Linked DNA regions of Sus scrofa: region 1 is linked to region 2. A link is a contact called in public Hi-C data. All regions are on one chromosome and are shown on one strand. Each heading gives the region's core, a stretch centred on a gene start, on an enhancer-like site or on the middle of the called end of the contact. The rest is flanking DNA. Distances are from core to core; before and after follow the strand shown.

Region 1 (4,205 bases), core at 554-3,053, 42 kb after region 2:
TCTACCGTGGAATAAAAAAAAAAAAAATACTGGATTCAGGAATAATAACCACTGCTCTAAAATCGTGAAAAAATAGAAACAATGTCTACGGTCGCTAAGGAGTCGTCCTACTCTGTGACACCATCCCACCGCAGGTGATACTTTTCATCCGTGAAATCACCCTCCATTTGCCAGTTAACCACCTGAGCAAAAGGTTTCAATTTTGTCTCACTAAGGTGGGAACCAATCCCCCTACATCACCTGTTCCGCCCTCTGTGGGTGTTTCTACATGTGGGGCCGGGGGAGGGAGGGAGTCAGTAGAGTTGGTAGCAGGGTGAGGACAAAGGGCATTTTGACACACGGCTGAAGTAAATAGAAAATGAGGACAGAAAAGGGGCTAGATTCAAGTTCTCTAAAGTAGGTAATGGCTAGAAAAAGCAGGCAACCTTGTTTACCAGCGCTAGGGTCCTATTCTTCATGACCGCCCACTGGAATGCGAAGTTGGAACCACCACTATTCAAGAAGCCCAGCAAATCCCCAAAATGTCAGGGCACCAGGCAGCCTCTGGAATGACAGACCGATACCCTTCCCCCACCCCCACCCCCACCCCAAAAGAAAGGTCCAATCCCATAAGTGCAGGTCACTCTGCCCTCTGGGGTAGTTCCAGCCGGCGCAGAGATGGTCCCGATGGGAGGACGAGAGGGGAAAGACAGACCACCTTTCTTCCCGCACACCCTCAGCTGGGGAAACAAAACAAAGACCGCTCTCCTCCTCCTCCTCCTCGGGTAGCCACTACCCTAGCCACAGAGACTTTCCTATTTCCCGGTGCAGTCTGGCCTCCCGCCCCCGCCCCCGCCCCCATGACAAAGAAAAGGCACTTGGAGAGCCAGCGAGGCCTTCCTGCCTCCACGGATGGGGGAGGGGGCTGCCGACGTGAGGAGCCCCCTCCGCTCACCCGCGCTGCCACTCTTGGCCGGGAAAAGAGCGGAAAGCGGCGGCCTCCGCCCGAGGAAGCCAGGTTGGAGAGGGGCTGGGGGTACCTTGAAGTAGCCGCCTTCGTAGAGGGTGTTAGGGGGTCCGAAGATGGCAACCTCCCAGTTGTAGAGGTCGGACTCATCCACCAGGGTGATCCGGAAGCCCTCCACCGGTTCCTCCTGCAGGGATTTCAGCTCAAGCATCAGGGCCTTCTGCGAACTAGTCATCTGCTGCTGGGCCATCGCGGCGGCGGCGGCGGCGGCGCCGGGCCGGGGCCCCAGTCCTCACGCACCGGCCGGGCCGGACCAGGCCCCTCCCCTGCGCTCGCCCTCGGCCGGGCCGCAACGGGCCCCGGTCTTCACACACCCGGCGGCCCGGACCAGGCCCCAGACGGCCCGTGGGCCAGCCCGGTTCCTCTTCACACGACGCGGGCCGGGCCGAGCCCTTCTCCTCGCACTCAGGCCGTGTGGGGGAGGGGTGGAGAGAGTTGGAGAAATTCGCTCCTGGTCCCGGGCCTCCCCCCCCCGGAGGGGGCCTCAACTTGGGGGGGGGGGAGAGGAGGTGGAATTGGAGGAAGGCGGCGGAGGGCCGGCGATGGTGAGAGTACGCGGCCGAGCCGGCCCGGGAGCGCCGCGCTCGCTCGCCCTCTCGTTCTCCTCGGGGGCCGCGGGGCCGAAGGGCGCGCGGAGCCGAAGGGCGGGAGGAGGGCGGCACGCGGGGGTCTCGCAGCGGCGGCGGCGGCGGCGGCGGCAGCGGCGGCGGCTGCGCGGGGGGAGGGGCGACGGCGGAGGAGGAGGAGGAGAAGAGCGAGAGCGCCTCGCGCCGCGGGAGCGACGGAGTCGAGAAGAAGGAGGGAGGGAGGGAGAGAGAGAGAGAGGGAGGAGGGGCGCGCGTCGGGAGGGAGGGCGGCCTGGGGCGGAGGGTGGCCCGACGCGCGTGCGCGCGCCCCTCCCTCCCCCGCCCTCCTCACCCTCACCCTCCTCCTCCTCCTCCTCCTCCTCTTTCTCCCACTTGGGCGCCTCCTCTCCGCTGCCCCGCGTGGTGGCGGCGCTTTGTGACGCTGGCGCGTGTCCCCCACCCTTAAAGGGCCAAGCGTTCGTGCGGGCCGAGGGTGGCCGCAGGAGATTGCCCCTGGCCCCAAAATGACAGTTGTGTGGCTTGACGCCATGGTGTCAAGGCGCGCCCCGGAAGGGACCTCTGATCCTAAAACTGCTTTCGCTCTCCTTCCCCTCGGTGTATCCACAGGCCTCTGCACCGCTCCTTATAGGAGCCCTGATCCATCTTCCCTCCCGCTTCCTTCCAGTGACACAGTCTGCTCTCCCTGCACTCAGTAGATGCTTGACAAGGATGTGCTGATAATGTGGGTCTTATTGGTGGGAACAAGCGTCCCGACATCTCTTCTGCATATCCAGTTCTCATGCCATTGTATCCTTGAGAAAGCTGTGTCACCCGCATAGGGAGTTGGGGGGCAGTTTCCTATTGGAGAAATGAAGAAGGCAGATAGGCCAGTTTCTACTTCCCTTCTTAACTACAATGAAGAAATTGTAGGAAATAGAGAAATAATAATACAGACAGAACCTGGGTTTCTGGCCCTTTTCTGTGTGATTTGAGGCAAGTGCTCTGGCTATCCCCCAGTTTACCCATTTGTAAAACGATGTATTTGGTTGAACTTTGACCTCCCTACAGATCCTTTCAGCTTGAAAGTCCAATCTAGAACTGGAGAACTTTCAAGACAATCATAACTGAAGTGAGGTATGAAGACAGTCTTCAGTCCCCATGGTTTAGAATACCGCTTTCTCTTAGGAAGGCATGTCCTATGATACTGCCTGAATACTTCCTAGAAAGGCCAGGATACTGTGAGTTCCACATAGTTAGAATTTGGGGATCAGAAAGATCCTTGGTTCCAACCCTAGCTCCACCATTTTCATTATATTACCTCTTCCTTGTTCATTTCCTTCCGTAAAAGAGAGTTAATTATACCTAACATATAAACAATTGTAGTGATTAAACAAGATCATCTATGTACAGAATTTAGCACAATGACTAGCACATGGTAAATTATCCATAAATAGGACTTTAAAGAAAAAAAAATTTTAAGGCACAGCTATGTTTGGATACATCTCAATTTTTTAGTAGGCTTAAAAAAAAGTTTTGGATTTATAGAAAAATGGAGAAGATAGTACAAAGAGTTCCCATATACCTGGCAACCAATTTATCCTATTATTAACATCTTACATTAGTGTAGTACTTATTACAATTAGTGAACCAGCATTGATAATTTTATTATTAACTGAGGTCTTTACTCACATTTCCTTAGTTTTTATTTAATGCCCATTTCTGTTTCAGGATTCCTCCTAGACACCATACTATATTTAGTTTTTGTGTTTCCTTAGGCTCCTCTTGACTATGACAGTTTCTCAGACTCTCCTTGTTTTAGATGACCATAAAAGTATTGAAGAGTACTAGTCAAGTAGTAGAATGGCTCTCAATTATAGTTTTGATGTTTTTCTCATGATTAAACTAGAATTTTGGGGTTTGGGGGAGAAGATCACAGGGATAAAATGATATTTTCATCATATCAGGAGACTATAATATTAACATGACTTAATGTTGATATTGACCTGGATCACCTGGCTGAGGCAAGATACCAAGTTCCTCCACTGTAAAGTTACCCTTTTTACCTTTCTGTATTGTACTCTTTAGAAGGAAGTCACTATGCATAACCAAATGAAAGATCCCCTTCATTTTTTTGTTATTGTTCTTTTTTTCTGAGCTGAAGTCTCAGTATTTTAAAGAATCATTCCCTAGCTCCCAACTCTATTCTTTAGGTCTTGAGACCAAACTCCACTGGAATTAGAGCATATCTGAGTCAATGCAACCCCTCCTCCCCAAATGATGGTGTATGACTGGTTCTAACTTCCTGTCCTTCACCACTCAATTTAGGGACAGGAAGATTGCTGACCTGGAAATATGGGAGATGATGTTGACACCTTTAATAGCAAGGCTGTGAGTAGACAAATAGGCAGAAAGTTCATCTTCAAAGCATTTCGCCCACATAAAGTTATCACAGCCCCACCCTGACCCAGAAGGTAGCAGGTGCCTAGCCTAAGTCACTGGAATACACATCTGGCATCCAGACCAGAAGCCACTTCCTGGACTCAAATCAACTCACAAACTCATACAATATTCATGATGCCATGACCCTAAGGTGGGCGGCTAATAAACATATACGTGACTAGAAGGCTCACAGC
Region 2 (4,851 bases), core at 2,081-4,580:
TACTGCTGCAGCTCAAATTCAATCCCTGACCCGGGATGGACAGGGAAAAAAATTAATCTTAATTTTATTAAGATTCTATTAATATTTCATATAGTAATTTGAAGGATATCAGCACAGATATTAAAAAGAGAAAAAAAAATCACTGATATTACGGTAAATACATCTACTCACCATTTACCCCTGCCCTGGCAGAGACAAAAGTGAGGCCTAGAAGAGAAGAGCAGGCTGTTTGTCTTAGAAAGCAAGGAGGTAGAAAATGGGCCTTCTCCTTCCGAGTATCTGCTTGGCCCAATCTCCCAAGACTGTATGAAAGAACCTGGATCAACTAACCATGCCTAAAATTGCTGCCAATATCTGGAGGTCCTAGCCAGTCAGACTTGCCCCCATTTATATTTATACTGAAGTGGACAAATGCCCCCAGGTGGCACTGAAGTGTAGTCACGATCAGGTCAGATTTGAATCAAGAAGCTAGATTCCTGTAACTCCAGGCCAGCTAGAAATAACACTGGCCTCTTATTTTGTGTGATTAAATTTTTGCAACTCCATCTTCCTCGCTATGGTGAAGTTTTACTCACTGCAAAACAGATAATCATCCTGAACATTCTGGAATAGGACCTTCTGGACTCAGACCATATTTTCATGTTTTAATATACTGTTACATATTAAAATAAAATTAAAACAATATCATTATACCAATGTAATATGTATGCACATAAAATGCATATTTGTCTGAATGCATAGCATCATCACCCATTGAATAAAAAAAGGAAACTATGACTCCATATAGACATAAATAAAATGAAAGTTGAGTAGGAAATGAGTATCTATGCAATTTCAAAATAGTTCCCAGCAAGATACTTATTAATTAAAAGGGAAAAGGTAACTTTATAGAAGCCTCCTAAGTTACCAAAGTAGACATCATCAGTAATGAGACAAATCAAAATCATGTTCCACCTTAAATAAACATGAGGAAGTTTTCCTAACTCAAACTGAGGGACATTCTACAAAATAAGTGTCTTGTAACTCTCAAACCTACAAAGGACATAAAAGTCTAGAAAAGATTAAGGAATGGTTATAGTCTGAAAGCGATTATAGAGACAGGTAACTAGTAAATGCAACACATGATTCTGAACTGGATCCTTATGCTACAAACAACAGTAACTCAAAATAAAACAGGGCTTAAGGACTAGATGACAGTAATGTACCAATCTTATTTTCCTGATTTTTGCTGGTTATCATTATGTAGAATGATCTTGTTTATAAGAAATAAATTCTAAACATTCAGAGGAATTATGAGACATCAGTGATCGGCAACCTACTCTCAAATGATTCAGGAAGAAAGCTCTAAGTTTGCGATTGTTAAAAAAATTTTTTTTTTTAAATCTTAAAGAGCGCTGGGGAGTTCTCTTTCTTGTGGAGCAGCAGGTTAGGGATCCGGCCTAGTCACTGGAGCAGCTTGGGTGACTGCTGTGGTGAGGGTCCTGGCCTAGGAAGTTCCTCATGCCCCAGAATGTGGCCAAAACAGCACCACCAGAAACAAAGAGCACTGGGAGTTTCCTAGTGGTCCAGTGGTTATGATTCACTGCTTTTTCTTTTTTCTTTTCGGTCTTTTGTCTTTTAGGGCCACGCCCATGGCATATGGAGGTTCCCAGGCTAGGGGTCCAATTGGAACTGAAGCCGCCGGGCCTGCCACAGCCTCAGCAATGCAAGATCTGAGCCACGTCTGCCACCTACACCACAGCTCATGGCAATGCCAGATCCTTAACCCACTGAGGCACAATGGGAACTGATTCACTGCTTTCAAAAAAAAAGGGGGGGTTCCCCTTGTGGCGCAGCAGAAAAGAATCTAACTAGGAACCATGAGGTTATGGGTTCGATCCCTAGCCTTGCTCAGTGGGTTAAGAATCCGGTGTTTCCTTGAGCTGTGGTGTAGGTTGCAGACGTGGCTTGGATCCTGTGTTGCTGTGGGTGTGGTGTAGGCTGGCATCTGTACCTCCAATGAGACCTCTAGCCTGGGAACCTCCATATGCCACGAGTGCAGCCCTAAGAAGCAAAAAGCAAAAAAAAAAAAAAAAAAAAAAAAAAAAAAAGAAAAAAGAAAAAAGATTCAGTGCTTTCACCACTGTGGCCCAGGTTCAATCCCTGATCTAGGAACTGAGATCCGGCATCAAGCTGCTACAATGGCCAAAAAAAAGAAAAATAAAAAGAGTATCTACCAGAGGATAGTCATAAACTTGTTAGATTGGTTGCCTAATGGATATGAGAGGGAGAGAAATGGGAATGGGGATAAAAAGAAATGGATATATACATACATAACCAACAAAAGAAAAAATATGATATGGGCAAAAAAATTATAAAGAACCATGATTTGAGAAGTATGATTATTAATTCAATCCTAGGAACAACAACCAAAAAATGGTCTAAATATATGTGATTGACTCTAGAGCTCACATCAGGTGCGGCTTTATGTTAGACATAACCATGTGAGGTAACTGAAGACTCACTGTTTCTGCATTTGTAAAACAGACCTAAGGAATTTCCATTGTGGCTCAGTGGTAAGGAACCCAACTAGTATCCATGAGGACTCAAGTTTGATCCCTGGCCTCGCTCAGTAAGTTAAAGGATCCAGCTTTGCCATGATGTAGGTCTCATCATGTTAAAGGAAGTTAAAGGATCCTGCATTGCTATGGCTGTGGCACAGGCCAGTAGCTACACCTCCAATTAGACCCCTAACCTGAGAACTTCCATATGCCCACAGGTGCGGCCCTAAAAAGACAAAAAAATAAAGACAAAACAAAATAGCTCTAAAAGAGGTTGCTTTTTGAGCGGTGGGGAGTGGTAAGGGATTAGTGTTGTTTATAAACTTTATAGTATATTTGACTTCTTTTTTTTGGCAGCACCTGTGGCACACAGAAGTTCCCGGGACAGTGATCAAATCTGTGCCACAGCAGCGACAACACTGGGTTTTTAACTCACTGAGCCACCAGGGAACTCCATGTTTAACTTTTACAACTATGTACCTGAGTCATCTTTATAAATGAAAAATAAATTCAATTAAAAGAAAAGCAGTAAGTGTCAAATCAGTAATGTGAAGGCATTAAGGACTATAAATTGGCAGGATTAGAGGAGCAGGCAAATTTTAAGAGGTTAAAAGTAAGTCAGAAGTCAGGAATCCAGATAAGCAGGGCAGTTAAGTCATCGACCATTAGAATGCAGATGCAATTTGTTATTTACTGCAAAGGGCATCTAAACCAGCAGTTCATAATTATCAGGACACAGCTTGTCTAGTGTCATGAGATAAAAAGTAAACATGGATGATTGAGAAATGAAGTAACTAATGATGGCCTCATTCCCAGTTTCTGCCATAAACATACTAATAGCTATGCTACTTTGAATATCCACACAATTGGTGAATCCCTAACTCCCAGGGACAATTCTGAACTTGATTGCTATTTAAAGCCTTGATGCTCAGACTCAGTTGAATCCTGAATGACATAATTACTGGACTCCAACTTCTTTCGTTCAGCCCAAATGCCAATGTATGCCCCAACACTAATTCTGAAGTTATTACTCTAAAAGTACATTCAGTTTCCATGTACCATGGTCACTGTCTTCCTGAAATATGTTCCAAACTCAGTAGCAGGGATCTATCTTGGTACCCTTATCAGACAAGTTCCTGACAAACCTCCCTTAGCTGAACACCCAAGTATCCTGCTTTGAAAGCCAGGGCAAAATAAAGGCAGACATACTTAGTAAGCTAAAAAAAAAAACCAGGAACCTGTTTAACCTTGGATTCTCAAACTCCCTGCAAGCCTTAGTTTTCCCATATACACAGAACTAGTTCAGGGATACCTCTTGGGGTTGCTGTAAGGAAGACAGTAGTAGCAGCTCTAGCTTATACTGTTCTAAGTATTTTACATATATCAACTCATTTAATTCTTAAAACCACCCTGTATGAGGTATGTATTTTCATCATTTTTAACAAAAAGATGAATAAAAAGACTTTTAGAAACTTGCACAATGTCACACATCTAGTAACAAATAGAGCCTGTAATATATATGTGTATTATATAGTAATAATTTGTATATACATATACAAATTTCCCTTAGCACACGGCAGGGCACATATTAATCACGCAATAAACAATGCCTATTATTATCTTTGTAATTCTCTGTTCAGACAATTTTCTCATCTCTGATTAGACTCCTCTGGGGCTGAAAATTGCCCAGCCCATCAGTCTAGACCATTTTTCTATGTGTGAGGCTGGCTCAGTTCCAGGTGGTCTTTTTTTTTTTTTTTTTTTTTTTTTTTTTGTCTTTTTGCCTTTTCTAGGGCCGCTTCCGCGGCATATGGAGGTTCCCAGGCTAGGGGTCGAATCGGAGCCATAGCCACCAGCCTACACCAGAGCCACAGCAACGAGGGATCCGAGCTGTGTCTGCAACCTACACCACAGCTCACGGCAACGCCGGATCGTTAACCCATTAAGCAAGGCCAGGGATTGAACCTGCAACCTCATGGTTCCTAGTCGGATTCGTTAACCACTGTGCCACGACAGGAACTCCCAGGTGGTCTTATTTTAAACAACTAGGTAGGTCCAGACCCTTATCCACCTTACTTAACTGGTTCTATAATAACCATGCACTACGAGGTCATAATACTTAGCAAATAGTTCAATGATAGTAGAACTGGGAATGAAAAAATCCTATCTCCAAAGATGCAGAAAAGACACACAACAGAATTCACCTATTCTTTTTTTTTTTTTTTTAAGGACCACATCTGCAGTATATGGAAGTTCCCAGGCCAGAGGTCGAATCAGAGCCGCAGCTGCTGGCCTACTCTACAGCCACAGC

The links. Hi-C and Micro-C count contacts between places; a contact is called where the count stands out from the background.
Region 1: a Hi-C map of fetal liver shows a contact between it and region 2, with 1.7 times the contacts expected there. The contact joins the promoter of UBE2R2 here to the enhancer-like site in region 2. A contact is called at or near these places in 2 of 5 promoter capture datasets (fetal liver and liver), 5 of 47 Hi-C or Micro-C datasets (embryonic fibroblasts, fetal liver, heart right ventricle and 1 more) and 1 of 2 datasets of contacts at active chromatin or transcription factors (alveolar macrophages).

The regions. Positions count from the first base shown.
Region 1 is chr10:33,012,670-33,016,874 of Sscrofa11.1, forward strand. UBE2R2 (ubiquitin-conjugating enzyme E2 R2) reads right to left here and starts at 1,804. Exons shown (of 5, transcript XM_021064700.1): 1 at 1,020-1,804. The coding sequence starts at 1,196.
Region 2 is chr10:32,969,136-32,973,986 of Sscrofa11.1, forward strand. All of the region lies in intron 1 of UBE2R2 (ubiquitin-conjugating enzyme E2 R2), which reads right to left. Among named protein-coding and RNA genes, the nearest start is that of UBE2R2, 43 kb to the right of the region's middle. Within about 2 kb of position 3,331, at least 7 of the 83 cell types and tissues checked have an H3K27ac peak or open chromatin away from gene starts, as enhancers often do. A contact at or near this core is called in fetal liver and liver, where this site is marked.